Linked DNA regions of Sus scrofa: region 1 is linked to region 2. A link is a contact called in public Hi-C data. All regions are on one chromosome and are shown on one strand. The core of a region is the stretch at or near the end of the contact, and the rest is flanking DNA. Distances in the headings are between cores, read along the strand shown.

What was found. A called contact is a pair of places that touch in the nucleus more often than the background predicts.
Region 1: a contact with region 2 is called in a Hi-C map of omental adipose tissue, with 1.6 times the contacts expected there. The contact joins two enhancer-like sites. A contact is called at or near these places in 9 of 47 Hi-C or Micro-C datasets (alveolar macrophages, embryonic fibroblasts, epiblast stem cells and 5 more) and 1 of 2 datasets of contacts at active chromatin or transcription factors (skeletal muscle).

What each region holds. Positions count from the first base shown.
Region 1 is chr3:73,199,447-73,206,083 of Sscrofa11.1, reverse strand. All of the region lies in intron 17 of ANTXR1 (anthrax toxin receptor 1), which reads left to right. Among named protein-coding and RNA genes, the nearest start is that of GFPT1, 170 kb to the right of the region's middle. Within about 2 kb of position 4,718, at least 1 of the 83 cell types and tissues checked has an H3K27ac peak or open chromatin away from gene starts, as enhancers often do. A contact at or near this core is called in omental adipose tissue, where this site is marked.
Region 2 is chr3:73,097,220-73,104,006 of Sscrofa11.1, reverse strand. It overlaps LOC110259993 (a long non-coding RNA gene), which reads right to left. Exons shown (of 3, transcript XR_002342622.1): 1 at 6,288-6,787; 2 at 5,811-5,967; 3 at 4,173-4,970. Among named protein-coding and RNA genes, the nearest start is that of GFPT1, 72 kb to the right of the region's middle. Within about 2 kb of position 4,261, at least 1 of the 83 cell types and tissues checked has an H3K27ac peak or open chromatin away from gene starts, as enhancers often do. A contact at or near this core is called in omental adipose tissue, where this site is marked.

The sequences.
Region 1 (6,637 bases), core at 3,469-5,968, 100 kb before region 2:
ACAGCCCCAGGGATTGTGCAATCTTCTGCCCGAGTTCCAGCCCCGGGGCTGCCATCTGCACAGCTGTTTCCAATAAAGGACCTGGGCCGGTCACATGGGTCCCCGTGCCTCCCTGCTGCCGCAGAAGCGAGAATCACCCGGGCAGGTTATCTCTGAGGGGAAGAGAGTGTCCTCAGCCCAGTCCTTCGAAAGCAGATGAGCCTCCTGTAACATAAACAGACTCAGAGAAAGCATCCCCGCTCCGTTTCTCTCTTCCCCGTTTCCCCCTCCTTCACGCTCCCTGCATCACCTTCTCCTCCTTCCTTCTTTACCTTGGCTGCCTCCCCTCAAACATGGTCCCAGTGGACTTCTGTTGTGAGGGAGTTCCCCTCGTGGCTCAGTGGGTTATGAACCCAACTAGTATCCATGAGGATGGAGGTTCAATCCCTGGCCCCGCTCAGGGGGTTAAAGGATCTGGTCTTTGCCGTGAGCTGTAGGTGTAGGTCACAGATGTTGCTGGGATCCCAGGTTGCAGTGGCTGTGGCATAGGCTGGCAGCTGCAGCTCCAATTTGACCCCTAGCCTGGGAACCTCCATGTGCCACAGATGTGGCCCTAAAAGGCAAAAAAAAAAATTTTTTAATCTATTGTGCTCCCAATAAGAATCCATCTAATCCAGTGCTGGGCACTAGGGGTGCCAATTGGAATAGGACTTAATTCTGGCTTCCTGGAGTTCAGTGTATGATTTGAAAGAGAAGAGTGGGTCAAGCATTGTATTAATTGCAGATGGTTATAGAAGCACAGATCCATCCACAATTACAGGGAAGAATTATGCTCTCCATCTTATGGAGCAGAAATTGAGCCTCAGAGGAGGTTATTAACTTTCCCAAGGACACACAGCCAGCTTCAAGGCGTGTTCTATCCCCATACCTTGTGTGCCAGCTCCAGCACAAAGCCTGGAGCTTTGCACCTAAATTTAGGTGTTAGATCTGGGGCTTAATTCAGGACTAACAGACTTGAAGTCCATACTTGGGATTCCTTAAATTTTTCATGCATTTGATAGATACCCGTTGAACACTCTCTATGAGATGAGCACTAAGGTTATGCTGGCTGCTCACCAATTAATAAGATGTGATGCTGCCCTTGAGAAGCAGGGACAAATGGTAAGGCCCCAAACACCACCTGTGTGCAAGGCTTTTCTCAACCCAGGAGAGCATTTCACCAGCCACGGGGGCAAAAGAAGCTCTAGAAGCGGCCTTTAAGCTGAGACCAGAGAGGAGCTGTGGAGAGAGGCTATTCTAGCAAGAGGGAAGCTTGAGCAAGGATCTGGAGGTCACCTGTGGCTCCTTCCAGGTGTTTTAAGCAGAGCTGTGATCAGATAGTGTTTTAGAAAAGTTACGCTGGCTGCAGCATGGAGCTGATGGCAGCCTGGCCAGAGGTGGTGGAGGGAGGAGGAAAGAGTCCAGATTGAGGAGATGTTGAGGAAACAGAATGACGGGGTTTGATAACTGGCTGAGATGGAGGATGGGAGGGAGGGGTGTCTGGAGGACCTCCAGGGTTTGGTCCAAGCTGGCTGTGTCTCCGTTAACCAGGAGGAGGGCACAGAAAGAGCTTTGAAGGGGAAGGGAGATGAGGACTTACCGAGTGTGAGGTACCTGTGGGACAGCCAGGCAGAGATGGCCAGGAGCAGGGCGTGGACCACGGAGCAGCTAAGGCACAAACTCCAGAGATGCTCACTCCCAGGGCCTTACACATGTAGCGTGGTCACCTGCAGGACCTGAGGGAAAGTATCTCCTGAAAGTGTGTGCCTTGACTGCCCCACTGGGCTCCCCCTGGTCCCGATCTGTGCAGGACACAGTTTGCTCTGCTCAAAGCTCTGAGCCAGAGGCAACGATGTAAGAGTCATCAGACTGGTGGTTGAGACCAATGTGAATAGATGCAGAGCCCAGGGGAGTGTGGCGAGAGAGAAGGGAAATCGGCTAAGGGCTGAGCTTTGCTCACATCCTTTGAGGCAGGGTGAGGAAAGAAAAAGAAGGACAAGAAGAAAACTAAGAAGGACCACCCCGAGAGAGGGAAGGTGTGACAGGAGCGTCTTGGGTCATGGAAGCCGAGGAAAGATGGTACATCACAGAGGAAGGCGGGATCCACAGCATCAAGTGTGGGAAATGTAGGTGCAAGCTGACCACAATCCTTGAATGAGATTAACAGAAGGAACGTGGGAGTGATCTTGGCGCTCTAGGCTGAGTGCAGTGAGGGGGGCAGGAGTGAGGCTTGGTGGAGAATGGGGTGGGGGGAGGGGAGAGCCAAAGCAGTAGCTAGAGGAGAACTGGGGTGTATAGGGCTCTTTGTTATTAAGGTGGAGGACTTGAGCATCATTAAGAGCTCGAGACAGAAGTCCAGGAGGGAAAGAGATTGAAGAGCTCATTGATGGAGAACAGGACACCCTAAGAGGACTTAAAGGACCCAGAGGCCAGAAAATGGCACTCTGCCTTAGTGACCTGGGTGGAGAAGCCCAAGATGGGCTCCCAGGTATGGGCGAGAGGACAGGAAGCAGAGGCACCCCGTCCATGGCCTCCGTCTTCCCTTTGATGATCTGGCTGAGTGGGCAGGTGGAGGTAGAGTGTCTGAGGGGAAGATGAGGAAGAAACCAGCCCTTGGAATCCCATCTGTCCTGGGGGGTCAGCACTTTCTGCAGGTCCACCTCATGCAAGAGATGGTGATTTGGGATGCAGTGTTGCAAGCAATCCACCCCCAAGAGAACCCACTGGTGAATCCCATGAATATACTGCTGTGTGTTTTTGCTCTCGGTGGGCAGAATGGAAATAATGACCTTCTCTACCTTGACCTTCTCATGACACCTAAAGAGCAATGTTAACTGCTTTGGGGCTTTTTGTTGTATTTTGGGTTTGCTTTCCTTTGATAATGAAGGCCTCCCACTTCTCTGAGAAGTTAATATCACAATATCTAGTGATGACCAATAAACTAGCTTTATATTGGATTATAATCATCTACCTAAGGGTGGGATCCTTGTCATACGTAAATATTGCGGCATAGCTCTGTATTTCATAGAAAAGACCATTAATAAATATTCCTGGAGTTCCCATCGTGGCTCAATGGTTAACGAATCCGACTAGGAACCGTGAGGTTGCTCAGTGGGTTAAGGATCCGACGTTGCTGTGAGCTGCGGTGTAGGTCGCAGACGTGGCTTGGATCCCAAGTTGCTGTGGCTGTGGCATAGGCCCGGAGGCTACAGCTCCGATTAGACCCCTATCCTGGGAACCTCCATATGCTGCAGAAGCAGCTCTAGAAGTGGCAAAGCCAAAAAAAAAAAAAAAAAAAAAAAAAAAAAGAAAAAATTCCTGATCAGGATTAAGTTCAAGCAACAATTCTGAGTTAGTCCCTTTCTCTACCATATACCAGCTGGGTTACTTTTCAGGTCACTTAACTTTTTAAGATCACTTCTGTTTGCCAGGGAATTGTTTCCTGGACATGCAGGCACCTAGATGTGAAGGCTGTGCTTGGGGCAGATGTCCACCTTGTACTTCGCTGGACGGCCCCCTGAGACAGGCACGCATCCCGCCTTAGGGAGGGGTACCTTTTCCTGATTTACACAAAGGCACCATGTGATGAACCCCATCACTTGAAAATAAAAAGCAGTTCATTTCCTTCCAAGGATTGCTTTAGATACTTTGAAACTATTGTTCAGTCCAGTGGATTTTCCCAGTTGTATCATTCCCGTTACATCCTTTTCACCATTTCTTGTACTCACCCAGAAAGCACTGATTTGGTTTATAGAGTGTTTACCCTATAGCATCACCTTTCTTTATTCAGTTGTGATCATACACGTATATAACTAGTGTCTAATTCTTTCACTTAATTTTATCCCTGAAAGCATAAAGGGGGAAACAATTTTTTAAATCATTTTTTTCTAGGCAATTAAAATCATTAAAAGCACTGTTTTATATGTACTGATAAGACATTCCTTCCTGAATATTAGCTTTTTTGGCCATGCGCACAGCCTGCAGAAGTTCCCAGTCCAGAGATCAAACCCAAACCACAACAGTGACAAAGCTGAACCCTTAGCTGCCAGGCCGCCAGGGAACTCCTGAATACTGGCAATTTTAAAGCACATGGATGTTTGTGTAAAGACATGAGCATTCCCCATTTGAACTGCTCGTTGGTGAAACAACACTTCCAACTGCATAAATGCCAGCACATCAGATTTCTAACACACACCCAAACAACGTGGTGAAAATTGATGACTTGGGCAAGTGGCCACGTCCAGAATACACACAGTTGGTTGGATGACAGTCTGTAGAAAAGTTCACCTGATCCTGCAGTTATCAGTCATTTCCCTGCCACAGAGAAACCTTTTGCATTTGAAGCTCCTAACTTGCGTTTTCCTCGGAATTTGCTTCTCTGCATCTCTAGTAAATCCCTGTTCTGACAACACCGATTGTCGAAAATGAAATGAACAGACCAACCCCCAAAGCAGAAAATGTTGACTCACTTGCTGGGCAGGATCATTACCACCAAATGATTACTGAAATGCTGGAAAGGTCTTTGGAAAAGGCAGACAGCCTGAAACATCAAAAGAATAGACAACTGGTTGAGGAGACAGAACGGATGTTGGGCAAGGTAGCTGCTGGCTGGACCAAGAGAGAGCTGAAGGGAAGGAGAGCCCTAGAGGAAACGGCAAGCACTGGGAATCTGAGAGGGTGGAAGCCCGTCCCCAGGACTGGTAGACACTTGCATTGGGCTTTGGAGGAAAGTAAAGACTTAGTCAAACAGACAGGTTGTAGAAGGGCCACGGTAGTAGCTTTCCAGGACCACTTGCAGCCCATCGGTGCCCAGGGCCAAGAGTTCAGAGTGAGAGGAGACATCTCAGGATGGAGAGCAGGGGATGAGTGGTACCTCAAAAGGCCAGAAGGGGAACAAGGGTTAGATTTTACCACCCTGATGATGGGATAAAAACTTGGACTCTAACCACGTTGAGCTAATCTTCATCTGGGCTAAGTATTAGAGTGCCAAATTACATCATATCTTAAGAAATGTAACCTAACACAATGTTTCTCAGTGGGTTTGCAAAGCTCTGGTTTGACTAGGTATTAATAGCGGTTTTAATTGTTTTTAGTTGGTATAGAAAAGTTGGGCATAGGCATCTTGTGTTTGGAATAGCCAGGTTAAAATAGTTCTACCAAAGCTCACTTATAATGGTCCATGGGTTGTGAGGCTTGGATTTAAATGGTGACACAGGGACATAGAGGAAGGTGGCATTCTCTGACACTGGTTGCAGCCTGCATGGAGAAAAAGAGCAATTAAAAAAAAAAAGAGCATTAGGTGTATATTTTTTCAGCAAAATTCTCAAAGTCAACGAGGAGAGGAGAGCCACATATACCCCAAGTATCCCACCAAGAAACCACCTGTTAATATTACTCGGTGCTGTGATTCAGAGCAACTAATCAAACACTTATTGAATGTACAAGGTACTTAAAAAAAAGGAGTCTGTAATTTTGTTAAGTGATGCTTTATGTTAATTTATGAATTATGCTTTGGAATTCTCTAAGTCATATGTGGTTAACTTTACATTAATAAAAATGTAGACATTTTATGTATACATGGGAAAATTGGAAATTTCCTTCAGTAACTTTATTCTTTACAAAAGTTATAAATAAATAAAATGATTTAACTTCTAAAGAAAAAAAAAAAAGAGTATTGATGGAATTCCCATCATGGCTTAGCAGTAATGAATCCGACTAGTGACCTTGAGGAGGCGGGTTTGATCCCTGGCCTCGCTCAGTGGGTTAAGGATCTGGCATTGCCGTGAGCTGTGGTGTAGGTGGCAGACATGGCTCAGATCTGGCATTGCTGTGGCTGTGGCGTAGGCCAGCAACTGCAGCTCCACGTCGACCCCTAGCCTGGAAACTTCAATATGTTGTGGTGTGGCTCTAAAAAAAGACCAAAAAAAAAAAAAAGTATTGAGAGACTTAAGTTAAATCCTAGTGTAGCCTCATGGCCTTCGTTATATTAATCAGCCTCACTGAGCCTCCTTGTACATCAAAGGGATCCATTAATCTCTGCTTTTGTAGGTGTGTCAGGATGAAATAAAATAAGGGTAAATAATTCATATAGTTGGGAGTTCGTTTTCTTCCCGGCACCCCAAAGTAGAATTGATTTCAGAGGAGTTTATTAGATCTCAACATGTGTGAAAAACTTCTCAGAATTATCTCATGTTTAAATTGGCAAGAACTAAAAGAATCAAGTCATAGTAAGTCTTTATGTGAAGGTCAATGCCTTCTTACTTGATTGAAGCTTTATATTGGCTTTTTTTTCAGTCACTCAATTCACAGAACCACTGAAAAAGCAGACATTTCTATCTAACAGTAGAAAAGAAAGATTTGGTTTTTACTTTGAGTAAACAAGGATCTTCAAAGATTTTATCAGTGTCTGATATCAAGCTGTAAGTCCCCAATAGATCTGAAGAGAAAGTTCAGTTTGCTTGCCACTGACTCCTGACCCTTCATAAACTTTTGTAAGAGTAGATCATTTAGGAAAAAGGAAAAAAAAAAAAAAAAGCAAATTATAGGAAATGTTCCTAGAGGGTGTGATTTATTTTGGCAGAGCCCTTTCCCTGGATGTTTGAATTCTCAGGGGTATTTA
Region 2 (6,787 bases), core at 3,012-5,511:
CTTCTTTTTCTTTCCTTCTTTCTTTCTTTCTTTCTTTCTTTCTTTCTTTCTTTCTTTCTTTCTTTCTTTCTTTCTTTCTTTCCTTCCTTCCTTCCTTCCTTCCTTCCCTCCCTCCCTCCTTCCTTCCTTCTTTCTCTTTCTTAGGGCTGCACATGTGGCATACGGAAATTCCCACGCTAGGGGTCAAATCAGAGCTGCAGCTCCCAGCCTACACCACAGCCACAGCAACACAGGATCCAAGCCTTGTCTGTGACCTACCCCACAGCTCACAGCAATGCTGGATCCTTAACCCACTGATTGAGGCCAGGGATTGAACCTGCATCCTCATGGTTCCTAGACGAGTTCCTTGCCCGTGAGGCACAATGGGACCTCCCCCAAAGAACTGTTTCTAAAGATGAGAAATCCTGCAAATGCTGAAGGTTGGAACCCGAAGAGGGGCAGCAATTGACAGTTTAGAAGCGAGGGTGTAATGCTCTCTCCCCCTTCCTGTTGGTGAGAGCATCCTCGGGCTTTTAACTGGGCAGTGGGTCACCCAGCACAGTCTGTGTTTTCCTGTCTCCCATCTTTCCATAGGTTTGGTCATTGGACTAATCTGAGTCAATGCTGTATCAGCAAAAGGCAGATGTGAAATTTCTGGGTTATTTCCTTAAAGATCCTTGCTGTGGACACACTCTTGTCCTGTTTGCTGGGAAACTGCACACAGGAAAGACCCAGAGAAGGATGTCACAGAGTTTTGCAGAATTGACTCACTGGCCTGGATTCCGGGATGACTTTGTAGAGTGGAGCCGTTGCCCTGTCCTAACCGCTCCCCTCTCTTTGGAACAGGATGTGAGGGAGTAAAAACTCTTCCATCTTTTTTTTTTTTGGCTGCGCCCACAGCATGCAAAAGTTCCCAGGACCAGCGATCAAACCCGAGCCACAGCGATAACCCAAGCCATTGCAGTGACAACACTGAGTCCTTAACCACTAGGTCACCAGGGGACTGCTTTTCCATCTTATTTAAACCACTGTATTCAGGACTCTTCGTTAAAACAGCCGAGTTTATCTGCTACGCACGGGAGCCAGAACAATGGTACTGAAAAACCATTGGTCTCTGAGTTAACAGAGCCATGCATACACAAACTAAAGTTTGGTATACACAACTTTTTTTTTTTTTAGGGCCACACTTGCGACATATGAAGGTTCCCAGGCTAGGGGTTAAATCAGAGCTGTAGCTGCAGGCCTATGCCACAGCCACTGCAACACCAGATCCGAGGCGAGTGTGCGACCTTCACCACAGCTCACAGCAATGCCAGATCCTCAACTGCGGGGAGCCGAGGAGATACAGGAGGCCAAGGAAGGGAACTAGCCTGACGGCACAGTTCCGAAGGCAGGGTTCCTAACCGAGGAAAAAAAGCCTACACACCGGCCCGGTTCTGAGGGCAGGTTTAGAAATAGGGAAAGGGGCTTACCCGGCGGCACAGTTCCGAGGGCAAGTTCTAAAAATAATGAGGCTCACCTGCTAACCCAACAGCAACGACAACAATAATAAAATGAAGGCTTTGCACAATAGTGCAGGAATAAAAGTTGCTTCTTGGAAAATTCAGTCTTTCCTGTTATTTACTTATTACTCAGCCTTTTCTGTTATTTGTTTGTTATTCCTTGTTATTTTTCTATATTGTTTTGTGATTCAATAAAATTGGAACAACAAATATTGGAACAGTAATAGAATAATAAGATTTTCACCTTGGTGAAAGTCCCCCTATTCAGATCTAATGCAAGCAAAAACGAAGTGTTCATTGGTTTGTTACAAGTAAGAATAGGTTTTAGAGTAGGTCATTGTGGAGTGTACAATAGGTTAGAATAGGTTAGACATACATCATTCTTGATGGAAAAATATAATCTTGCTTTTAATAAGTTTTATAGGGAGCTTTTAAGTTTTATGAAATTAAGTTGCTCTGATATAAAAAATATTTTCTCATACTGTCCCCTGACCATAATGCTTTGAAGTTAGTACCTCAAGCTTTAATCTAAAAAATGAGTTTTCGTAAATGTTAAATTCTTGTGTTTGTGACCTTTCTAGTTGTTAAAGATTAGCTTAAAACAATAACGGGTGGCGCTTGCTAAAAGTAACCACAAGACGCTTTTATACCGAATTGCCTTATTTTCATATAATGTTTTTTCCACATAATGTTTTGTATCCATTATAATTTTACATGATGCATTGTATCCGTTAGTTTTAATTAAAATTCTTAGAGCACAATGTATGTCTACTGTACCATGTAGTCTAAAATTTAACCTTTGAAAATATTATTTAAGCACTGTGATGTAAGTTACAATTAAGCTGTCTATATAAACTGTTACCTATGCTAATAAAATTTGAGCAGTCCAGCACCCTGAAAGAAGGGACAAAGAGGCTGTCTCCGTGTGCTTTGCCGACACTCTCCAACCCCAGAGGGAATACCCTGGCTGCTGGAGCTGGACTCCGGCACTCAACCCACTGAGCAAGGCCAGGAATCAAACCTGCAACCTCATGGTTCCTAATCGGATTGTTAACCACTGAGCCACGACGGGAACTCCTGGCACACACAACTTTTAATGCACTCGGTTTAATGGTGGCTTTTTATTTTGAGATTACATCTTTTCCACATTTTTTTATATTCACATATTCTTCCTTTTTTTTTTTTTTTTTTTTTTTTTTTTCTTTTTAGGGCCGCGTCTGCAGCATATGGTATTTCCCAGGGTAGGGGTCAGATCGAACTACAGCTGCCGGCCTATGCCACAGCCACAGCAACTCAGGATCCAAGCTGCGTCTTCGACCAACCCCATAGCTCACGGCAACACCGGATACTTAACCCACTGAGAGAGGCCAGGGATCGAACCCAAGTGCTCATGGATATTAGTCAGGTTCATTACCACTGAGCCACAATGGGAACTCCTCACATACAGTTCCTCTTAAACAGAGAAGGTTATGTGAGGCCCACGCTGGGAAGGCATCGACTGCAAAGGAGCATAAGGACACTTTTTAGGATGAGGAAGCCATTCCATATCTGGATTATGGAAGCGAGTTTACAATTGTTTAGAATTACCAAACTTCCTTAAATTTCAAATGGATGAATTGTATTGTATGTAAATAACACTGTGATAAAATTAAAAAACTATACTTCTCATAAAAATGAGAGTAAAAAGTTGGTTGTTATTTTTCAAGATCTATTTTGTAAACTAAAAAGGTGCCAACCTAAAAAATAAATTAATTAATTAAGAGAGTTCCCTTCCTGGCTCAGTAGAAATGAATCTGACTAGTACTGGTGAGGATGCAGGTTTGATCCCTGGCCTTGCTCAGTGAGTTAAGGATCCAGCATTGTCGTGAGCTGTGGTGAAGGTTGCAGACACGGCTCGGATCTGGCATTGCTGTGGCTGTGGCGTAGGCTGGCAGCTGCAGCTCCAATTTGACCCCTAGCCTGGAAACCTCCATGTGCCAAGAGTATGGCCCTAAAAAGACAAAAATAAAATAAAAATATGCCAACCTTATGCGGACCCTCAAGTTTTTTCAAAAATTTTTCAGGTCTAAGAAAGTGACAAGTCTAAGAGCCATTGTATTTGTTATCTATAACAAATACAAGTTTATTTATGTAATAAATTATTCCAAAATTTAGCAGTTTAAAGTAATGAACATTTATTATCTCACAGTTCCTGCAAGTCAGGGATCTGGTGGGGCCTAGCTGGGTCCTCTGGCTCAGGGTCTCTCCGGAGGCTGCAGTCAAGGTGTCAGCCAGGACTGTGGTCTCAGCCAACGGCTCAACTGAGGCCAGGTTCACTTCCAGGCTCACTCAGTGATTTGGGAGTCAGCTCCTCATGGACTGCTTGACTGAGGAAGGCAGTGCCTTGTGGGCTGTTGGTCCAAGTCCCCCTCAGCTCCTTGCCCCATGGGCCTCTCCACAGGGCAGCTCCCAACATGGCAGCCGGCTTCCAGAAGAGTGAGTAAGTGAAGGAGCCAGAGGGCAAACAGGACAGAACCGTGGAGTTCCCATTGTGGCTCAGCAGTAATGAATCTAACCAGTATCCATGAGGACATGGGTTCAATCCCTGGCCTCGATCAGTGGGTTAAGGATCCAGTGTTGCCATGAGCTGTGGGTGGGTCACAGACGCAGCTTGGATCCCGAGTTGCTGTGGCTGTGGTGTAGGCCAGCAGCTGTAGCTCCAACTTGACCCCTAGCCTGGGAACCTCCATATGCTGCAGATGTGGCCCTGAAAAGAAAAAAGACCAGAGTCTTTTTAAAGGCTGCCTTCCACAGCCACCCATCTGAACTTGGGTGAGCTGCTTGGGTGGGGCAGCCCGCCTTCTCCAGGGTGACAGGAGAAGAGGAGATGCCAAGAGCCAGCCTACCTGCCTGCAGCATGTGGATGGGAGCTGGGGGCTGGGGACTGCTGGTTCTGTTTTCTCCCCAAATTAGGGCAGCTGCCAAGAATGGGGGCAGGTGGCAGGGTAGGAGGCTGGAGGGAAACTGAGAGCTTTGAAATAGTGGGAGTGGAGATGGGGACAGAGGGACACAGAAACCCTGTGGTACCCTAGCTGGGACCTCCGCGCCTGGAGATTGTCTAAGCTCCAAGAAAGCCTTGCTCCAAGGCTCCAGGCGGTTACTGTCCATGAGGAGGAATAATACCTAAATCCGCCCCGAGGCATATTTGCCTTTTTCTGAGAAAACCCCCTTGAGTCCAGCAAAAGTCCACACCAGGAAGCTGAGTGCAGATGCTCTGTGCAGAGGTGAGCGTCACCTGGTGCTGACGGGAGGCAGAGGGGCTGGATTTCCATATCCTCCAGTGGCTGCTGGTTCGAGGCTGCTCCTCAAGCCCATCCTGCAGGGCCGACGGGTGGGGCTGGATGAACAGCCCTGTGGCGAATGTCCTAGGAAAGGCAGATCCCAGCACAGGAAACGAAAGCCTCTGAGCCCTGGGCTGCGGGGAAAAGGCATTTCCTCTTCTCTCTGGGCCTGGGGACAAAGGCAAGTCTGTCCCAAAGGTAAATTCCCGTCCCACTCTCTCTCCCACTTGAAGGCCTGGGTCTAGGGAGGGCACTTTGAGCTCTCTTTTTGGGGGAGAGGTGGTGGCATTAGAACTCTGCTTCCTGAGGACGGACCCATGACCCTAAGAGCCACCACATCTGGTAGGAGGCCACCCGGACACTCTGTGTCTCACTGCCTCTGCTAAATATGTCAGCCTGGTCCTGGCGGGGCCTTAAGAGAAAGGCTTACCTCCCACACCCCTGCATGGAATAGTGGAAAGAAGAGCAGTGGTCCCTCGTCCCAGGCCAGGGCAGCCAGGTGCTGACATGATGTCGAGGCAGGACCACACAGGACAGGTTCTTGTAAGACCACACCCTGAGAGGCGAGGGTGGAGGCAGTGGCTGTGAAGCTGACTGAAAGGTGGGTGTCTACTAGCAGGTAACTGCTGAGAGTCACACATGGTGGTCTGAGAGTCACAGTGGTGGGGAGGCGGGGGTCAAGGCTGAATCAAGCAAGCATGGTCCATCTGTCTGTATCTGCAGTTCAGTGTGGCTGGTACTTCCGGCCCCGTCCCCCAGCCCAGGCCCTTTCAGATCCACCACCCCTCTGACAAGCCAATCCCTCCAAGCCAACCGCGATGATTAGCAGACAAGCTGGCCACCTAGAAGGCTGATGTCTGTCCTTCTCCCTACCAGGGCCACTACTCACGGAGCAAGAAGCAGGCATTAATGAGACCCAGAGTCCCAAAGCTACCTTGACGCCCCAGAATTCAGAATTGTTTTGAATAACCAGACCCAGCTTCCAAAGCAAGGCAAAAATCCCACTTACCTTGGACCCTCGTTTTAGAGACAAAGGTGTCCTGGTCACCCCCAGCCGGAGACTCGGAGGCAGACAGCACTCTCACCTTGAGGACACTGACATTCTTTTCTGGTGCGGTGGACTGAGAGAGAGCCCAGCCTTGCTGTTTTCAGCCTTTGCTGTTTTCCTTGTGCCAGAGGGGTAGCGGCCAAAAAGAAAAGAGAGAACAAATTTTAAGGAGAAAGATATTTAAAGACAGATTTACTTTCTTGATTTCAACACCTGAGTTTTAAAGCCCTGGAAAGTTGCAATTTGCCATCAAATGCCAGACAGGCAAAGGTCTGGCTGGGGAGGGTGGCTGTGTCAGCCTCCTGAATTCTGTGCTCAAAAACCAGCCCCATAGGGATTCAAAATGATGGGCACAGACAGGCTTTAGTAGAAGAGGTATGAAGCTTTGCATAACTGTAGGGGGGCTTTTGTGTGTAAATCCCACAACTAATTACCTACCTAGGGTGGTCATCCTGCAGCCAGGAACCCCTCTTCCCCCACAGCCCCACTTTCCACAAGAAGCCAGGGCTCTGCCCTCAGGTCTCCAAGGCAACGGCCACTCCCTGGATCCAGTTAAGGAGGCAGAAAGAAACTACAGAAATCCAAAATACAGAGGGAAACAGTTTTCAGCCCTGGAGCCCCTTGTCTTGCAGACACCAGTGCATTTACTTCTGCCCTGACCCTGGGTTGGGAGGCTGGATGAACGAACCTTGCAGGTGAATATTTACCTCCGCCTTCAGAGCACTCTTGAGAATTTTCTGAGCAAGTAGGGGACGAATGAGCTGTTCCAAAGCACTGCTCTGCTTGCCCTGTCACTGTGATGTATTGTGGCCCCAAAGAAATGTTTGGCCCCTGAGATCACGACCCTTGAGATCACTGCCCCTTTGGTGTCTCTAAGCGCCACCTGGTGGTGACTGCACGCCCCTGCAGATTCTGTCATCCGATCACCACTCCGGGTT